2 separate regions of the Ovis aries genome follow, and region 2 is linked to region 1. Evidence: chromatin contacts called from public Hi-C data. All regions are on one chromosome and are shown on one strand. Each heading gives the region's core, a stretch centred on a gene start, on an enhancer-like site or on the middle of the called end of the contact. The rest is flanking DNA. Distances are from core to core; before and after follow the strand shown. Region 1 overlaps MCF2L (MCF.2 cell line derived transforming sequence like). Region 2 holds the start of GRTP1 (growth hormone regulated TBC protein 1).

Region 1 (3,343 bases), core at 254-2,753:
AGGGAGTCCTCATGGGAGCCTGGACGCGCCCCCGCCCTGGGGCTCAGAGGAGGCCTCGTGGGCCCAGGACTTGCCCGCCGCCCCGGGACAAGGCCGCCCCCACCGGGACAGTGGGATGTGGGGAGCAGAGCGCGGAGCCCCAAGCCCCCACCCTGGGGCTCAGAGGAGGCCTCGTGGGGAGGCCGGACCGCCGCCTCAGCAGGAACCAGGACCCCCCACCCGCAGCAGTAACGAGAGGCTGCCGGCACCCAGAGAAAGTCAGCCACGACAGATTTTTCTGAAACTCAGGAGTTTCATAACGTACACCAAAGCCCCACATTTCCTCCAATAACTGATTGTCACGTCAGGAACCAGGAAAATCTCAAACGGAAAGAGAAAAGGCGAGAGATGTCAACAGAGGCAGGGCCACCCAACGCAAGAGACGGCAGGACCACCCGGCAGACAGGTCGAAGCCACCGGCACAGAACGCGTTGCTGGAAAAGGGAAAACTGAGAAATCTCAGCAAAGAAATAGAAGATGGAAGGAAATGGAAATTTCGGAAATGAAAATACAGCAACGAAAGAAAAAATCCCGGTCGGTGGGCTCAACGACGGAAGGGAGAGGACAGCAAGAAGAATTTGTGAACCTGAAGAGAAACCACCCCCTGAACACCACGGAGGACAGAGGCTGCAGGGAAACCCGGGGAGCCGAGGGGATCTCCGTGACCTGACCTTCTCGTCCTTGGAGTTGCAGGAGAGAAGGGGGCCGGGCTGGAAACACTCAAATAAAGGCAGGAGACTGCCGAAGACACAGACCCAAATATTTAAGAAGGTGATAGAACCCCAGTTAGAATAAACTTCCCCCAAACCACACCAAGACATAGAGTCGAATGTCTGAAAACTAGAGGCAGAGAAACATTTCTTAAAAAGCACAGACTATCACAAGCCAGTCTGCAGGAAACAGGCTAATTTGAGTAGTCTGAACCTATTACACCCATTGAATTCATAATTTTAAAACTCTCAAAAAAGAATATTCAGATCAAGATGGTCTCACTCAGGAGCTCTACCAGGCATTAAAGAACGCCAGCTCTTCACACTCTCTTCCTGGTCATCTTATGAGGCAAGTGTTATACTGACGCCCAAACTTGACAAAACCACGTGAGAACCGTGCGCCAGCATCCCTCATGAATATACAAGAGCCCATAACAAAATATTAGCAAACAGAACTAAGCGGCGAATAGGAAGCATCACTTACCATGCCAAGTTGGGTTTAATCCAGGAACGCAAGGCTGAATCAATATTTGAAAATTAACCAGTGTAATCCACCCTTTAATGAACTGAAAAAATCACATGCTTATTTCAATCAATGTAGAAAAAGTATTTGACAAAATTCAATACCCTTTTAGGAAAACAGGAACATGGAAGAGCTTCCTTAAGTTGCCAGTAAATGTTCACCAAGAACTCCTGCGGCTGAGGCTGCACTCACTGGTCAGAGCTGTGTTCGCCGCCGCACGGTCGGGAGCCGTGTTCTCAGCAGCGGGTCGGAAGTTCAGCTGGTGCAGCGAGTCAGGAAGAGGAAATAAAGGCCAAGGAGATTGGCAAGGAAAAATTAAACAGTCCGTGTTTACAGACGCCGCGATTATCTAACTATGCAATCCCGAGGATTCTACAGAAACGCTCCTAGAGCTAATAAGTGAGGTTAGCAAGGCTGCAGGATGCAAGATAAACACTGGAAAAATCTATTGTATTCCTCTGGATAGCAGTGAACATGGACAGCAAAGTTAAAAATACAATGCCATTCACATGCTCCCGAAATGAAATGCTTGGGTGCAGCTCCAAACACCATGAACAGAGCGTGAAACTAGAAAATGCTGACAAGGGAACTCAGAGATTTAAATAAATGGAGAGACACATTTCGCTTGCGGATCGGACATCTTGATATAGTAAAGACGTCAATTCTCTCCAAACCAATGAGCAGAATTCCTATCAAAATCTCAACAACAACAAAAAAATTATAGACAAGGCTGTCATAAAGTTTGTGTGGGAAGTCAGCGGAGCTAGAATACCTAAGACGTCTTGAGTAAGAAGAGAGGAGGAGAAGCTGTTGTGACACCAGGGATTATTCTGCCACAGCCATCAGGACGGGAGGAGTCGGTCGAGGGACAGAAGACAGTGGAGAACAGAGAGTCAGACAGCAAGCCCACTGCTTCCCGACGGGGGTGGGCAGCCAGCTCAGTGGAGGAGACACAGCCTTTCAGCAAGTGGCCCGGAGCCGTCGGACATCACAGGGAAAACCAACCCAACAGAAGACGGTGACTTTCGGTTTCACACGTCACACAGAGATTGAGTCAGCGGGGCCCCAGACTCCAGCACAAAGCACAAAACTGTAAAAGTGCAGAAAAAATATAGTAGAAGATATTCAGGACCTAGGGACACACGAAGAGTGCCCAGACCCGATGCCAAAAACAGGGTGAAAGGAGAAATGGGTAAATTAGACTTTGTCAAAATGAAACACGTATGCTCTCCAAAGGCCCCCGCTAGGATGACCTACAGGCAGGAGAAAATACTTGCAGGCCACAAAGAAAGTCTCAAAGCGCACCAGCATAGAAGCAGACAGTCCCGGCAGGAAGCGGGAAGCAGAGGTGAAGAGGTGCTGATTGCAGGTGGAAGGAGCTTGGGAAAGCACAGCCTCTGCGAGCCGCCCCGCACGCCCTCACGCGGGCTGCCCTGAAGAGCAGGGGCGGCTCTGGAAGCTGGGGTGCAGGTGTCAGCCTCTGTGTCGGTGGCGATGAATGTTCAGGGGCACAGCCATCTGGAAACTGCCTGCCAGGAAACCGCCACACACGGCTGTCACCCAGCCCAGCAAAGCGCACTCCTGGGCGTCTATCCCAGAGGAAGGAAACGTTCACACGGGCTCACGCACACGCAAGCTTCTATTAGCTCTGTTCATAGTTCAGTTCAGTTCAGTCGCTCAGTCATGGCCAACTTTTTGCGACCCCATGAACTGCAGCACGCCAGGCCTCCCTGTCCATCACCAACTCCCAGAGTTCACCCAAACTCATGTCCATCAAGTCGGCGATGCCATCCAGCCATCTCATCCTCTGTCATCCCCTTCTCCTCCTGTCCCCAATCCCTCCCTGCGTCAGAGTCTTTTCCAATGAGTTAACTCTTCTCATGAGGTGGCCAAAGTACTGGAGTTTCAGCCTCGGCATCATTCCTTCCAAAGAACACCCAGGGCTGATCTCCTTTAGAATGGACTGGTTGGATCTCCTTGCAGTCCAAGGGACTCTCAAGAGTCTTCTCCAACACCACAGTTCAAAAGCATCAATTCTTCAGTGCTCAGCTTTCTTCACAGTCCAACTCTC
Region 2 (3,343 bases), core at 312-2,811, 210 kb after region 1:
CATAGACGGCTGGAAGCATGTTAACGCCCAGCAGCAAGGCGGGCATGGCCCTCGGTACTACTAAAGACACCTGCCTTTCAATGACGGATGGCTCTTTAAAGATACAGCTTGATCTGATCGCCTCCCCCCACGCTTGCTTAAAAACTGACTTCTTTCCCCCTGGCTGTCCCCCGTGTGCCCACCTGAGCTGCTGCGGGCCGTGCTCCACCTCTGGCCCTCCTCTCCTCACCCCTAACGCTCTGGTCACACAGCTCAGCCCCCCGCGGATGGGACCCCTGTCCTCACCCCTTCATTGTCGTTAACACCGTGTCAGGAGGCCCCCGGGGGCACACTCCTGCCCACCCCTCACCTCCAGCGGGCAGGTCTGGCCTCTGTATCCTCAGCTAGGGAGCAGGCAGGCAAAGACTTCATTCATTTATTCAACAAACAGCTAAGGGACCGTCCAGCCAACCCAGCCGGCACAGAGGGATCTTGACCCCAGCGCGGAAACTAAGGATAAAGTGAGACCCACACGTGGAGGCCCAGAGAGGCAAGGAGAGGGCAGGAGGCGGGGAGCTGCGGGGTGGGGCTGGAAGGCTTCCCGGAGGAGGCGCTCCAGTCCAGACCTGAAGGAGGCCCCGGGTCACAGCGTGGGGCGCGGAAGCCGGGGAGGAGCTGAGGGGTCCAGGGAGCCCCCCCGCTTTCTCTCTGAAGGGAGCAGGGAGCGCTCCGCACAGAAGCCGGCGGGGGCACTGCCCTGGCCGCTCGCTCTGAGGAGCAGGAAACCCGGCTTCTTCTGGAAAGACGGCCACGGGCGCCAAGCGTCTCAAAGGGCGAGCAGGCCCCACGTCCAGGCGAGGAAAGGGGGCCTCGCACCTGGACCGCGCAGCGCCCTCACCCGTGCGCCTGCGCGGGGCACGGCTGGGATAGGGGCAGCGCCCCTGGCCTCGAAGGAACCCCAAGTCCTGAGCGGCCCCGAGCGCACGCACCGAGGACCGCACGACGTGTTGCGCACCCTCTGGGTCAGGCGCCGAACTCACCGGTCATGCTCCTCTGGACAGCACCTCCGCCCTTTAGGAGTCTGGACCATTTGATGGCCCTCCTGGTGAGGATCGCCAGGTAGGCGGAAAAAAACTCTTCGTAAGCTGCATAATCAAAGTCCTCAGGCCTTTCAAACCCATACGGATCGATCCTGCCGCACAAAAAGGCGCAGAGTGAAGTTCCGCGCGCACGTGCACGCGGGACCCTCGGCACCCCGCCGCCCGGGCCCCGCGCGGGGCGCGCGGGCTGCGTGCCCCCCTCCCGGCCCCGCAGCGGCGGCGGCGGCGGGCCGAGCGCGGGCGCGCACGCAGCGCAGGGGCCGCCCAGGGGCGCGCGGGCGCCCGCACCGCCGCCCCCGCCCGCGGCCCGGCCCCGCGCGCCCACCTGGGGACACGGCCCCGCGCCGCCTGCGCGCGCCCCGCGGCCTCCATGCCGAGAGGGGCGGGAGGGGGCGCGCGGGCCGCGGGGCCGGGGTGCCGCGTTCACCTCCCGGGGCGCGGGGCGCCGCGCGTCCTTCCGCCGGGCCGCGGGCGCCGGGAGGCGGGGCCGGGGGCGGGGCCGGGGCCGGGGGCGGGGCCGCCTGGGGCCCCGGGGGGCGGGGCGCGGCCCGCAGGGAGGGGGCGGGAGGGGCTGCACCTGCTCCGGCGCGCGGAGCCGGGAGCCCGGAGCCGGGGCGGCGGGGCAGGGGCGCGGGGGCCCCGGCGGGGGGCGAGGGAGGGGCGCGGGGGGATGGGGGCGCGGGGGAGGGGCGCGGGGGAGGGGCGCGGGGGGTGGGGGCGCGGGGACGGCCCCCGGCGGGGAGAGGGGCCTGGGCCCCGGAGGCTGGCGGCCCGGCCGGCGCGCCGGCTCCCGCCGCCCCGCGCCCCGGGGCCTCTCTGCCGCAGCCGAGGTGGGAGGAGGTGAGTCCAGCTTAGATTCTTCAGACAGCCGGCCAGGCCTCCGTGCCCCGCGGGTCCAAAGGCCGGCGTCCTGACCTGTGACCGATGGTTTAATGTTCTTTTTACAGAAAACGATCGTCTTATATTTAACTTGTTCTCTTTCAGCCTACACTTTCCCCCCTGAAAATAACACGCGAATAAGTGGATCTTAATCCGGGTGCCACCGTCCCCTCCCCCACCCCGGCGGAATCAGCCTGTCCCTGCCTCCCACCGCCCCAAACGAGGCTCAGAAGGAGGGGTGCAGGCGCTGCTCATAGCCGCCCCCCCACCCCCCGCACTGCCCACGCGGGAGGGTGGGCACGCCCTGCCCAGTGGCCGTCTGGGGTGACCAGGGCTGACAGTGCCCGCGTCCCCTCCGCTCCCAGAGGAGTCAGAGGCGCCCCCCCAGGCTTCTCCCCACAGATGCACAGGACTTGGGGAGGGTGAGTCACGGCTGGGAGGGAACAGACGTGCCGCCCAGCCTGCAGGCCTTTTACTCCAGGGGACCCGCCTGCAGACACCAACGTGGTGGTCGCCATGCGTGTGCCGGCAGTTCTGCCCTGGCCTAGGACAGCGTCCTCCCTGTCAGGCCCCGCGCGCGTCCTGGTGTTTCCATGGATGGCCTGAAAACCGCCTCTCGTATTGGGAGGCCGTGAGAATGTGCATAAGCTGCATTTTGAGTTTTACTTTGGAAACGCGGTGAGATAAGAGGATTTTAAGGTTCTTTAAGGTTTAAGGGACTTTCGTAGCCTCCCCGGCATCCCAAGGGTTCTTTTTAAGAACTGGGCTCAGAACAGCAGAAGTCAGGCGTGGTGAGGCACCAGCCCACTGACGCCATGGAGCCACAGGCTGCACGGCCCACTCCACCGGGCCCGGCCCTTGGGGACAGTGTCTCCCTGGGACTCTGATGTTGTTTCTGGTGGCGAGTGCCTGCTCGGCTGTTGTGAACTCGCCTGGCGCTCAGCATTGGTTTTTCCGGAGCGTCCCGTCGGAGGGCTGAGCAAGGAGCCTGGAAAGTAATTTGGGGAGCATGCCTGCCCCAAAGTGGGGGCGTCTGTCTGTCCGTTTCCATGAGGTCTGTAGGAAATTCGTGCTCAGCTGAACAGAACCGCAAAGGCCCCCCATTTGCTGGTTCTGGGAAAGTTCTCCAAGCCCTCAGCCTAGTTTGCTTTGCTTTTGAAAGAAGACGCAGGACCCCTTTCAAGACCCCTCCTCGGCCTTCACCCCAGGTGCCTCCTGCAGACGCCGGTCCACAGGCACGGTGACTGGCCCTTCCACCAGTGCAGGCCTGGCGTCGACCCATCCTGGTCTTAGAAATCATCAGGCGTGCGGCCCACCCCCCGCCGGTGCCCCCAAGCCCCTGTTTCCGCCCGTCCCAGCCCCCGTTCCCCCTGGACGGGGCAGCT

Evidence for each region. A called contact is a pair of places that touch in the nucleus more often than the background predicts.
Region 2: a Hi-C map of liver shows a contact between it and region 1, with 4 times the contacts expected there. The contact joins the promoter of GRTP1 here to the enhancer-like site in region 1. A contact is called at or near these places in 4 of 16 Hi-C or Micro-C datasets (hypothalamus, liver, muscle and 1 more).

What each region holds. Positions count from the first base shown.
Region 1 is chr10:85,753,543-85,756,885 of ARS-UI_Ramb_v3.0, forward strand. All of the region lies in intron 2 of MCF2L (MCF.2 cell line derived transforming sequence like), which reads left to right. Among named protein-coding and RNA genes, the nearest start is that of MCF2L, 15 kb to the left of the region's middle. Within about 2 kb of position 1,504, at least 2 of the 54 cell types and tissues checked have an H3K27ac peak or open chromatin away from gene starts, as enhancers often do. A contact at or near this core is called in liver, where this site is marked.
Region 2 is chr10:85,958,724-85,962,066 of ARS-UI_Ramb_v3.0, forward strand. GRTP1 (growth hormone regulated TBC protein 1) reads right to left here and starts at 1,562. Exons shown (of 8, transcript XM_042255098.1): 1 at 1,405-1,562; 2 at 1,020-1,171. The coding sequence starts at 1,451.